Regions from separate parts of the Anas platyrhynchos genome. Here region 1 is linked to region 2. A link is a contact called in public Hi-C data. All regions are on one chromosome and are shown on one strand. The core of a region is the stretch at or near the end of the contact, and the rest is flanking DNA. Distances in the headings are between cores, read along the strand shown.

What was found. Hi-C and Micro-C count contacts between places; a contact is called where the count stands out from the background.
Region 1: a Hi-C map of subcutaneous adipose tissue shows a contact between it and region 2, with 2.5 times the contacts expected there. The contact joins the promoter of AR here to the enhancer-like site in region 2. A contact is called at or near these places in 3 of 8 Hi-C or Micro-C datasets (skeletal muscle and subcutaneous adipose tissue).

What each region holds. Positions count from the first base shown.
Region 1 is chr10:24,540,254-24,546,203 of IASCAAS_PekinDuck_T2T, forward strand. It overlaps AR (androgen receptor), which reads right to left and starts at 2,761. Exons shown (of 8, transcript XM_038184023.2): 1 at 1,083-2,761. The coding sequence starts at 2,140.
Region 2 is chr10:24,454,570-24,461,188 of IASCAAS_PekinDuck_T2T, forward strand. OPHN1 (oligophrenin 1) reads left to right here. Exons shown (of 24, transcript XM_038184020.2): 10 at 123-214; 11 at 348-426; 12 at 1,741-1,774; 13 at 3,334-3,396; 14 at 4,087-4,161; 15 at 6,542-6,619. Among named protein-coding and RNA genes, the nearest start is that of OPHN1, 38 kb to the left of the region's middle. Within about 2 kb of position 4,037, at least 4 of the 8 cell types and tissues checked have an H3K27ac peak or open chromatin away from gene starts, as enhancers often do. A contact at or near this core is called in subcutaneous adipose tissue, where this site is marked.

The DNA of each region.
Region 1 (5,950 bases), core at 1,511-4,010, 84 kb after region 2:
CATGACTGTCCGTTGAGCAGCACATAAGCCCAGTCCTGTTTTCTTTAATACAATATTCCTTACCCATGCATAGTGCTGCTGTATGGGCTTCACAGGCAAATAAAACTTCCCAACTCAGTCTGCTGCTCTCTAAAACCTGCATCATCAATCGATAGTGTTTGGATAGCAAAACTTTTTCAACTCTACTCATTGCTGATAACTTTGTCCTGGTTTGAGCAGAGATTTATCCAGACCCAACAGCAACACACACAGGGCGCACACAGCTCCTGTCGCTGATCCGGCATTCACAGCTGGACCCATTTAACCTTTCCTTGCTTTTATCCATTTTTTTCCCCGAGCCACTTCTACACAAAATATCCATTATTGTGTAGCTGATAAATACTGCACTGTCCAAATAAAAACACGAGCATTTCGGAGCAGCAAAAAAAGCCCAGAAGCAAAAGTGTGATGTGTTTGTCCTGTGCTAATTTAAAGGGAAAATCTAATTGTCCATTTTAATCTTTGATCCCACTACACAGTGAGCAGGCAAGTATGAAACTCCAAAGATACAAACCCAAACTGAGGCCATACCAACCACCTGTGGCTGGGGTACATCTGAGCCGGTAGCTCATTGTTTCTGGTTTTTGTTTTCTTTTCTTTTTTAAAATTCAAGAAGAAATCCTTTCGCAGTCCTTTTCTCACTCCCGGTTTCTGCCAGCTGCAGTGATTCTCTCAAACAGTAAAACGCTCTGCTGCAGCGAAGGGTGGCAACGTACGCCCCGCTCTTTCGGGTTGCACGTACCTATTTCAGAGCCCGCTGATCTGATTGCTGAGGCTAATCCACCACGGAAAACTACTTCTGCACGAGCCCTTCTCACGCGCCTAAGCGGCTCCTCCTTTTCCGTGCCGCTCTACCTAACCCGCATCTTCTGCCCGTGCCCGGCGCGGAGCAGCGAGGCGCGTGCCGCGTTCCTGCCGCCCGCTCGCCGCCCGCTCGGCTCGGGGAGAAGCCGGAGCCGCTGCGGGGCTCGCCCGGCGCACGGCGGGGCCGGGTGGCGGGGAGCGCGCTGCGGGGCGGTGCGGGGCTGCCCGCCGGTACTCACCGCGCGTCGCCGTAGCCGCCGTAGCCCTCGGCCCAGGGCCCCAGCTCGCTCTTGATGCAGGCGGCGGGGGCGGCGTAGGGCGGCCGCCCCAGCGGGTACCAGGCGTCGGCGGGGAAGTCGGCGGGCTCGGCGGGCGGCCCGCGGCCGCAGGCGAAGGGCCCGGCGGGCGGCTCGGAGCACGGCCCGTACAGCTGCCCCTCGTCGGCGAAGAAGGACGGCCAGGGCGGCGCGGGGCCCGGCGGGGCCAGCTCGGCGCCGAAGCGGCACGGCGCGCCCCAGGCGGCGCCCGGCGCGGGCTCCGGGGGGCTCTCCAGCTTGATGCGGGCGGGCGGCGGCGGCAGCGCGAAGCAGTCGCGGCCCGGCAGCGCCGGCGGCTCCTCGGGCGGCGGGGAGCCGCGGTACAGGGCCAGCCCGGCGGGCACGTCGACGGCCAAGCCGGGCTCCCCGCCGCCGCTGCCCTTGAAGGCGGCCGGGGCGGGCGGCGGCTCCGGAGGGTCTTTGGCGGCGGGGCGCGGGGCGCGGGGCGGCCCCCCGGGCAGGGCGAACATGCAGTCCTCGCGGGGCAGCAGCTCGCCGGGCGCCTCCAGCGCCTCCACGGCCAGGCCCATGGAGGCGGACACGGCTTTGCAGAGCTCCTTGGCGCTGTCGCCCAGAAAGTCCTCCTTGGGCGCCGGCTCGGCGCGGCCGGCCGCCGGCTCGGCCTCGGGCGGCAGCAGCGGCGGCAGCGCGCCCGCCTCGCCCAGCAGCTCCTTCAGGTCGCCGGCGCACGGGAAGGGCGAGCCCATGGCCGGGCGGGCGGCCGGCAGCGCCTTGGCGGCCCCGCGGGGCTCCGGCAGCGGCAGGAAGGCGGGCGAGACGGCCGGCGGCGGCCGGGGGCTCGGCGGGCCGGCGGCGCACGCCGGCGCCTGGTGGCTGGTGCCCGGCTCTTCCCGCGGCGCGGCGGCGCCCGGAGCCTGGAACGCCTCGCAGACGCTCTGGAAGAAGCTCTGGAAAGCCCCGCGGAAGGTCCGGCCCGCCGGCCGCGGGTACACGCGCCCGATCCCCAGCTGCACCTCCATGCCCGCGGTGCGCCGGGCGGCGGCGAGGCGGGGGGGAACGACGGCGACCCCGAGCCCGAGCCCGAGCCCGAGCCCGAGCGGCGGCCCCCGGGCGGCCAGCCGCGGCCCCGGCTAGCGGCGGCTCTGCCCCGCCGCTGCCATCCCCGGCGGAGCGGCGGGCGCGGGGCGGGGAGCGCGGCGGGCGGGATGCTCGGCGCCCGCAACAGGCGGCGAAAGTTGGGGCCGGGCGGAGCGGGCAGGTGCGCGGCCCCGAGCCCCGCCGCTGACTGCCGCGGCTGGCCGCTTTTGCTCTTTTTGATCCGCGGCTCGGGGAGAGCGGGAGCGAGAGGCTGGCTTGCGGAGGAGAGGAGGTGCAGCGAGGGAGACCGCCCCACGCCGCGAATTCGGCCCAGGGTCTCTGCAATGATTAATCCGGTAACTCTCGCCGCGGAGGGACGCGGCGCCCGCCGTGCCCTGCCCTGCCCTGCCCGGCCCCCCGCTCCCCGGCGGGCGGCGGGGGCGGCGAGCCCGAGCCCCGCGGAGCCGCAGCGCCGCCGCCCGCCTTCGCCGCGGTGTCTGGGCTCGGCGCCTCGCCGCCCCCGGCGCTGGCCCCCGCGGGCGGATCGGGGTCGCCGCCGCCGCAGCCCCCGGGCGAGCGCCCCGCGGCGCGGCACGGCCGGGGCGGAGCGGAGCGGGCGAGGGGGGGCAGCGGCAGCCCCGCCGCCGCTCTCGCCCCCCGGGGCCGCCCGGTCCTGCCCCGCTGCCCCCGGCCCCGGCCGCCCGCGCTCCGACGCTGGAGGATGCCGGGGTTGGGCTGGGCACGGTGTTGGTTAGAGCCTTGCCCGGGCTCGGGTTTTACGGGACCATCGCCGAGGTCCCTTTCGACCTGGGCTTTCCTACGGCTGAGGTTCACCCAGAGGAATCCCCGCGGCTGGGGGGAACTCGGGAAAAGCGGCATTCGCTCTGTTTGGGCACCGGCATGGGGATCAAAACTTATTCCAGCCGGGCTGTACTAAGGTGGTCTTTTCAACTTCAGTACCTGCACAGTTTTCACCTAAACAATTACAAAAATACGTACATAAAAAATAAATAAATAAAGCGCAAAGGCCCAGGTCCTTGGTTTCACCAAGAAACAGAATGGCTGTTGTGCTGCAGTCAGCGAGTAGCAAAGGGTTTGCCCCCGCCTTCCTCTGCTCCCCGTTTTGGAACAAACTCCACATCCACCAGCAAGTGACAGCAGGTGCTCCGCTCTCACACAAGGTCTTAAAACAGACCAAAGAGCTAGCAGACATAGTTAGTGTAGGACCTACTGTAAACAAGACTTGAGCTCCCCTTACTGGCACTGTAATAACAATCCTAAAGCAACTCTTTTTTCTGGTAGGCACCATTCCCAGGAAACCTTATAATGGAACTATACTCATCTGACATACATTGAAATAAGCCCATTAATTTCAACGTCTTTGGAGACAGAGGGAGAAAAGTAATGATTTGTTGCAAATGGAGAAAATGGAGAAGTGGAGCCAGTTGGGAGAATGAAGAATCATGTTCAGTCTTTTAAAAGCATTTTTACAAGCCATGGAAGATAGTAAGGAAAAAAAAAAAAAGGAGTTATAGCCAAGCAAAATTTGGCAATGACCTCCATACTGCCTGAGTGGTAAGCACACCCTGCCTCCTGTGAGCAAAGTAGATGGAGGAGGCAACCCCTCAGTGTCTGAGGTGATGATGGCATCGGTTCAGGCCCCCCACTGCTCCCCGTGCCTGCAGCAGCAGGGCTGAAGCCTCTTTACAGGCTTACAGTATGGATGAAACACCAAACAACCAGTATAACCCTTCAAATAACAAAGAAACACAGCTGAAACCTCAAAACATAAAAATGGAGGGAGATGCTGTAAAATATGGGCACAGCGTGTATTTAAACACGTAGATCTCAGCGGTCCCACCTGGATCACTAGAGATGGGCCCAGCTTGAGCTTCACGTGGGCTCATCAGCCTGCTGGGCTTGAGACGTGGCCCAGAACCTCCAGCCCGGTGACTCACGCATTGCCTGGCCCTGCAACTAACAAAAAACTGCAGCTGAAGGTATGAGGAAAGGTAATGCCACGGGATGGGATCAGAGGTCTTCCAGATGGATGCAAAGGAACCAGTAGACCCAAGGGGAATTTCATGTGGCTGAGTGTCAGCTGTGCTACAAGCTGTTTTTCGGGTACCCATGTGGGAAAAAGCCTGCATGTAAGATACGTTTTCGTGGGTAGGCTTGTGAGAGAAGTGTTTTCCTGCACAAATAAGCCTATATGCATTCTTCCAAAAAGCTGGTATAAAGCTTTAGTTGGATTTTCTGAAAGATTAGTACCAATAGTTCAAAGAACTTTTTTTTTTCCTCTTTTACGCAGATGAGTGCATGAACTTACCCTTTGTAACAGCTACACAGTAATAAAGGCCTAGAGTTACTGGAGAGCTGCTCAGCACTTCAGAAATGATGGCAAATAAGCAGGAGTAACAACCAGTCGTATGATGGTATCCCCTGTAAAGGATAGGGAAAAAAAAAAAAAAAAAGAAAGAAAAAAAAAGAAAGAAAAAAAGCCACTGTTCTGAAAGATTTGCTGTTGCCACAAATCCATGCAGATACCTGCCAAGTGGATGTGGATTCCGGTGTCTTTGCTCTTTCAGCGTCAAATAGTTTTCAAGCCTCTGGAGTAAAATATACAGACTCTGGAAGACAACGAGGGGAGGATTCACATGATTAGTATCAAGAAATGTATTGAAGAAAGCTGAGGCTCAGAGATGTGGCATAACATTGCTTAAGAAACAGCTGGTTTTGTGTTTTAGACCAAGAGCGGACTATTCGCATGTGTGATTTCAATAAGCCGTGTGAGAACTGCGTTTGACACCACCGTGCCCACCAAGAAGGAAGTAGCTTCAGTCTGTATGCACTGAGAACACCAAGGGCTATGAAGACCTAGATAGAAGTGAGACTTTTTATACTGAAGTAAGCTTTTCTGTACGGGCTTGGATATATTTGTGCCTTTGCATGTGTATTCCTGGCTTTCTGCTTTTTGGGTTAGTGTTTGCCCTGTTGCTCGTGGTGTTCTCCCGGCTTCTTGTGTCTTTGCAAACTCCGCAGATGCATGTATTTTCACCCAGTCTGAGGTTTGCTGCCTGGGTTTGCAAGATGTTAATCACAACAGACGTGCATAAAGGAAGACTGCAAAATGCTTTATGTCCTTCTCAGTTTACAGAGCCAACATCTTAGTTTTGACTTACTGTCTATTTGGTTAAGATTAATTATTTTAGAGGCACTTTTGTGATTAGACCTTCACATAAATTTGAAGAAGCCGCTCTGTCTGTCTCTCTTTCTCTCTTTTCTCTTTCCTCTTTCTTTCACTTTCTTCCTCCCTTTCTTTCTCTCTCTCTCTCTCTCCTCCACCCCCCCTTCCTTCCTTTCTTCCTTTCTTATTTCCTGAAAAGGTATCCTGTGAGCACCTTATTTTCCTGATATTCACGTTTCTTTTTAGAATTATTAACATCTAATGGGCTTTCTGGGTGTGTACGTGTATGACTGTGAACCGTATTTTTTAAAGGCTTCATGTATTTTAATCATTAGTCTTGTCTGAAAGAGAAACAATTGAACTGCTATTGCATTTACAATGCATAGACAGCATTTTATTTGCAGTTACAATCTTCTTAAAATGTAAGCCTTCAGCATTTCAAAGTTCTTTTACAATTTTCATTAAATCTTTCCATAAAATTACTTTCCGTAGTTTAGCAGTCAGCCACAATATCCGTTTACATCTTAAATTCTGAAAGCTGTATTTTAACATAGTAAAATGGGCA
Region 2 (6,619 bases), core at 2,787-5,286:
CAGCCCTGCCGTGTGTCTCGATGGGAAGCAGCATGCTAGGCTGCAGGCTGAGGGGGCTGAGAAACCTTAAATCTTCTCCCACGTTTCTTTCCTCTAAACTTGGTTTTAATTTTCTTTCCTAGAGCACCTTAGATCTGACACTGAAGTCCTGTGTAAGGAGAAAGACGGACTCCATAGACAAAAGGTTTTGTTTCGACATTGAAACTAATGAGAGGTGAGATGCTTAGTGTTAAAATGGCCTCCAGAAAGATAAGCCCTGCAAAAATGGATGAAATCGATCTCTGCTGTTTATTAAAAAATAATTTTTGCTTCGTTTTCCTGTCTGCCCCCGGGCAAACTCTGCCTAGGTCAGGGACCATCACGCTGCAAGCGCTCTCGGAAGCTAATCGAAGGCTGTGGATGGAAGCCATGGACGGAAAAGAGCCAGTAAGTAGTCCAGAAGCGGTACGTAGCTGTGGATTTGCAGTCAGGCAGTGTCCTCTGCTGGTGGGTCTTGAGGAGGATCAATAAAGCAACCTATGGAAAGCTCGTTTCTACAGGGATCGCTTGGCTGCTGTTGCTTTTGTGTAACTGAGGGCATCAGTTCAGCTACTACACGTCTGTAATTGGATTTCATGCTATCTGTTCTCCACAGCTTGCAGCGGGGATGCTGGTTTTCCCCCCTTTAATCTTTGGTACATTTTTCTACTTATCTGTAACTGCCAGAGTTCCTAAAATCCATGGCCTTACAGAGTTTGAAAGAATTGATATTTCAGTTAAAACTCCCTCTTAGATCTGCATGGCAGCATTTTTTTGTTTATACCTGCTCTGAGCGGTGTTTGTAAAGTCTGCTGCGAGCAGCCACCCTGCGCAAGTGCTCGCCAGTGCTCCTGTGGCTGTTGTTATTTCCTTCCTTTAATGTGAGCAAAGCACAGATTCCTACATTTTACAGAATTTCCTGTAAACAGACAGCGTGATGGGCAGTATGGGAAAACACATTTCCTGGTTTCCCCTCGCCTTTTGAGAGCAGCCTTCCCCAAAGTGCTCCTGGTGAGAGCATTGGCTGCACTCGCTGACTTGCTGCTGGGTGGAGTAGCTCAGGGCTCACACTGCTGATGTACTGCCGAGACCTGGGGGCAGAGAGATGGAACATGGGCACCTTCAACAACACCTTTTTCCCTGCTGATCTAAAGAGAAAACAGTTTGGAATAATAGGGAGGGTCGATGTGCTCACAGCAGACAGCCATTTGCTTATGGCAGGTACTTGCTCAGTTTCCATGATGTGTTACTACCTATAAAAGATCCTTGATTTCCATCAAGAATGGCACCTACTGTTTATTCTTTATTAAAAAAAAAAAAAAAGTGTTTTGTGTGGGGTGAAGAAGGAATGTCTTTGACATTTTAAGTATATTTTTTTATAAAGAAGAAAAAAAAGGAAAAAAAGAAAAAAACTGTGTGCCAGACTGTCCAGCTGTCATTTTTGCAGGGTACCTAAAGGCCAAATGAAAGTCCTTGTTCAGTTTTTGGGTAACCCCTTTCCTAGAAACAGTTGCTCCAGTGAAATTTAGGAAGTCCGCAAGCTTGTCTATTGCATAGATAATGTCAGCTTGTATAACTATAAAAGTACTTTATTTGGGATGTTGTCTTGCTCTTTGTGATTGGCTTTGGATGATTATGGGGTGCTGCATTTTCCTTTGAAAAGTGTCAAGTCACGTTGCATTATTTTTTTGTTTCTTCCTCCACCCCCTCCCCTTTTTTCAGATCTACCACAGTCCCATCACGAAGCAGGAAGAAAGTGAGTCATTTCTGTTTCTGTTCCTCTGATGTGCGGCTGGCCTGCGGCCGGGCAGAGCATTTCATTGCAGATACACTCATCTTGCGTTTCTGCAGACTGGCTGTGTAACGTGCAGGGCAGCAGTGTAACTTCTTTCATCAGGGTGCCTGATACCAAGGCCAGATAAGAGTGAGCTGCCACTGATAAAAGTTGCTGATTGCAATGTGCAGATTTGGTATGGCGAGAGCCAGAGGTAGAGTCCAATTTGCATCTCTCCACCCCAGAGTAATAGAGGAGGTCTGTGAGAGAAGTTGAGGATGTTTCACATAACAAAGGTTCCAGCAGGCGATCAGAGGCAGCATGGGGTTGGTTCCTGGTGCTCCCCACCACACAGGCGGCGTGGCTGGATGCAAATGTGGTACAAATGTGTCTGCTTCTTCCAGGGAAAAGCTGTTTTCTTTAAAGCATGCAAGCAAACATGCACCAAGTATTGGCTTTTCTACAGGAGATTTTAAATAAATCTCACTGTGTATTAACAGAAAAAATACATATATATATATAATTAAAATATATTATATTTAAGTCTAAATGTAAGGCATGTTTTACATTCACTTCCAGATGCTAACTCAAAGTCAATATTTTCAACCAAAATTTAGTTTGAAACCCTGCTAACGTGGTATGGATTTTTGGACTATAAAAATTTGAATGTGGAGTTTTCAACTAAAATTCCAAATTCTAGAAGGCTTTTCCCAGCCAGCTGGATTACACAAATAAGTCTTTCAAGGAAGTTTGTCTCCCAGTCTCCTCTGTGAATTAAAGAAAATGGAGAGCTCTCTCCCGCTTGGTGTCTGCAACAAGTCTGTATTTAGCACAGTCATTCAGGGGAGGTTCGGTATAAATGTTGGCACTGAGCAGAAAGGTGTTTCACAGCACAACCTGGACAATCCTTCCAGATGTCCTGGAAAATTACCAGAAGTAGAAAAGTTGAAATACATCTATGAAAAGTGGTAACTTTCTGCCTCCTTCACAATGCCTGTAAGACAGGCATAAACAATGTCTGTGATTAATCAGCTGGAACAAAAACCTGTGTTCTTCTTTACTCAGGCAGCAGGTAAAGCTGTGCGGTTTTTATTTATTTTTTGTTTGTTTGTTTAATTTAATCAAGTAGATAAGTAGAAATTACGTGATCCTATGATGTGGAAGAGATTTAACTGCAGATTTTGCAGTGCTCTGGAAATGATTAATCAAGTCATTATCAGACACACATTCACATGTGGCAGGGCTCTGATTCACACTTCTTTTATTAAAGACAGAGAGGGGGCAGGGGGAGACGCTGCAGCTCAACATAAATCCAAAAAAACTCGAGAGCATATGAAACTAATAATTGCTCGCTGAGATGTAAAGACCGCCCGTGTGTCCGTAGAGGCACGTACGCGGTGCAGCTGGAGCCAGCAGCCCGATGCCCGCGTGGGGCCGGAGCGCTGCGTGGTGGCTGTGCCCGGCCCCTGCCCAGCAGTTTTCCGCGAGTAACCGCGTGCCGGTGCCCCGGCAGCTAACACTGCTTCCCTTCTTTGAAACAGTGGAGTTGAACGAGGTCGGCTTCAAGTTTGTGCGGAAGTGCATCAACGCGGTAGAAACGAAAGGTGAGGTGCCCGCAGCCCTCCTGGCATGTCCCCGTTCCCATCACCCTGGAGCGTGTGCCGTTATCCACAGCATAGCGCTGCTAGCTGACAGGCAGTCCTGTTTAAATGATTAGAGAACATGTGCCAAAAGAGCAGAAATAAGGCGTTATTTGGAGTATTGTCATACCACGTTCCAGGTAGGACTGAATTTTCGCCTTTGTGGTGTTTTCATTCCCCAGTTTCTCTGGCTCAGAGGAAGGTGGCCACCAGGCTGCAGGCAAGCAGCAGTGGATGCGCTCTGTGTGCTGGGTTAGAGGCAGGGTTTAGCTGCAGTAAAGAATTGCTCGGGCCCGTTAGGCAGAAGGGCAGGACGGAAGCGGGGCAGGGGACTACACCTCCCCGTATGGGCTCTCACCAAACCTGCAGCCTGTCCGAGCAGGACAAATTGCTCCCTAACATCTGAGTCTCTGGGCTGCACGGAGAGGTGGTGGTGCTGGCATGTCCAAGCCCCTGGGGGATGCAGCCAGCCCTGTCCGGGTCCCAGGGGCTGGGAGAGGGGCAGAGGGGGGGTACTGACCCCACAGGGCTGGGTAATGCGGGGTGCCGGGACGGGGTGGCCGTGCAGCTCCCCAGCAGGCTGTCGCTCCGCCAGATGGTGCTTTCGGACAGCCCTCTGCCAGGACGGCTCTAACTCTGCTCTGTTGTGCTTAGGGATCTCCACAGAGGGCGTCTACCGAACGGTTGGCAGCAACATCCAGGTGCAGAAGTTGCTGAATGCCTTTTTTGGTAAGAATGAATTATTCCGTGCGGTTAGGCTGTTATATTTTTATATTGTTTGAGAAGGGTGAAGAGGATCGGCTTTCACAACGCGATGAGGCTGCGGCACACCCTTCCCTGCTTTTCTGAGCTTTTTTCTGCCTCCCACCCTGTCCTCTCTCCCTTCCCACCGCCTTTGCTGCTGGCTCAACTCGTATTTCAGGCTGTGGGAGCAGCGGGGAGCTGAAGGCAGGCGGTGACCCCGGAGCTGTGGGGACGAGCCTTCTCCCACCCTGTGCTAAAAATACTCCGGCATTTTGGCATCACGTGCCGGGGTGTGCTCTGCTGCGGCCCCGGGAGCGGGACGAGGGCCAGCAGGGATGAGCCCTCGCTGCTGCTCCACGCCTCCACGTGGCGCAGGCTGGCCAGCATCACCCCGCAGCCAAGCAGCGGCAGCAGAATTTGGGGCCCACCTGGCCGTCCCGGCTCCGTTTCCTTTGTGAAAGCCAATGCCCCAATCCTTATTTAGGCAGCGGGGATGAGAACAGGGTGGGAGGTTAGCCCACGTTAATTAGCAGCATGGTCCCAAGGATCTTGGTGTTCAGACAGCACTGCTGCCAGGGGACGTGCCCCGCCAGCGCCGTGCCTCGGGAGCTGCTTGTCTGCAGAGGTGCCAGCGGTGCCAGCCCTGCAGCAGCCCAGGAGGGGGGACCTGGGGTCCCTTTCCCTCACCCCACGGTGGTGGGGACACATATCGTACCTTAGCAGCGAGGCCATTCACCTGGGTTAGGGTTTTTGCTCAGAAGGGCTGAAATCATTCTTCATAAAGGTCAGATTGAGCCAGCGAGAGCTTTTGCAACATCCTAAGCAGACAGGCAGCTGTGAAGGCTTTCTGAGGACTGGAGGTGGCAGACGTGTGACAGACCCAGCGCTTCCATCTCCTCGCAGCATCCACGACGCCGGCCTGAGCCTGGCACCATCGGGCAGAGCCCCAGCTGCGTGTCCCACGGGGCCTGCCACGGCCCGAGCCCAGCGTACCTGGGAGGGACTGGTTCTCCCCACAGACCGGTCGGTGTACGTGCTGCTGGGGCAAGCCTTTCTGCACTGAGTCCTGCGCTTCATACGAGCGCGTTAGGTACTGGGTAGTCCTTATGCAAGAAGTGGGAACAGCACAGGGCTCAGCAGCGTCCTTCTGTGCCCCCCCAGACAGGGACACAGCCGAAGCCATCGCTCCTGTCCCTGCAGGGTGAGGGCAGGTGGCCACACCGCCCTGCGGGCCCCAGGGTCTCGAGCACCCACAGCCAAGCCCCTGTGGCCGGCTGCTGGAGGGGGCTAGAGCAAAAAGTACATTTCCATTGGTGTCTGCATGCCTCGGGCATGCGCCAGCTTCCTTCAGCTCCCTGTGCGGACATCTGATGTCAATGTAGTACTCCGAGGCTGTTCCTGCTCTTACCATTGTTGCTGTTCATTAAACGGGCTGGTTTGTGCTGACATGGAGCTGTACCCGATTCCCACGGAGCCACTTCAGTTATCCAGTTACGCTTGCCTGATGACTAATTACTTAGCCTAAGTTTTTATTGCTTCTTGATTCTCACCCTCCCTGCGAGCAGCTCTGTGTTTTTCCCTTCTGAACCCCAGCTGTGAGTGGCTTTTCGTTTTATTTAATATTCATCACTCTGGTTGACCACTTGCTACCCCACTGCGTACAAACTCACAACGCAAAGTCCAACAGCACTGAGCAGAAAAAACTGCCGCAGAACAATTTCTTCCTGAACTTGAGTAAGGAGGTCGATTTTCTGTCCCTAGTCCTCTTTCTTTCTTAAAATCAGTATGCAGTTTGTTTCCTCAGTCCAGCTGACCCCCCTCTTCCACCCGTGTCCTTCACTCCATCGTTCTGCAGAGACGATGGGTTGGTCAGGGGCAGGCAGGAGCAAAGCGTGATTCCACCCAGCTCTGCTTCTTTCTGCATGTCCCTCCTCTCTGCAGCAAGAGGGGCTGCTTCCAGAGCAGCCTTAAGGGTGTTGCTGGGAGGGAGGGGATGGAGCTGGAAAGTTGGATTATGTTGGGTATGAGAAGACTTATCATGGAGCTGCTAGGATGTATGGTTTCTGCCAGTTTTGACTGCACCAGGAAAAAACAAACTAGAGAATGCGCCTTGCTGACTGTTAAAATACTGCCTTTGCTTCTGCCTTTGCCCCTGGTTAGCACCACTCTCTTCACCCTGAGTAACAGCCTTCCTGAAATACTGGTGCCAGTACTGCTGTTCTGCTTTTCCCCCTTGTGAGAATGAGCAGCTTTCTTCACGTGCTGCTCTAGCTTTGTCTCTCTCAAGTGGGTACCCTCCCTGAGGGCTTGCTTTTGTTAACAACCTCAAAATGAGTCTTATTTTAAAGCCGTTTTGTTCCTCCAGATCCAAAATGTCCAGGGGATGTAGATCTCCAAAGCAGCGACTGGGACATCAAGACGATTACCAGCTCGCTGAAGTTTT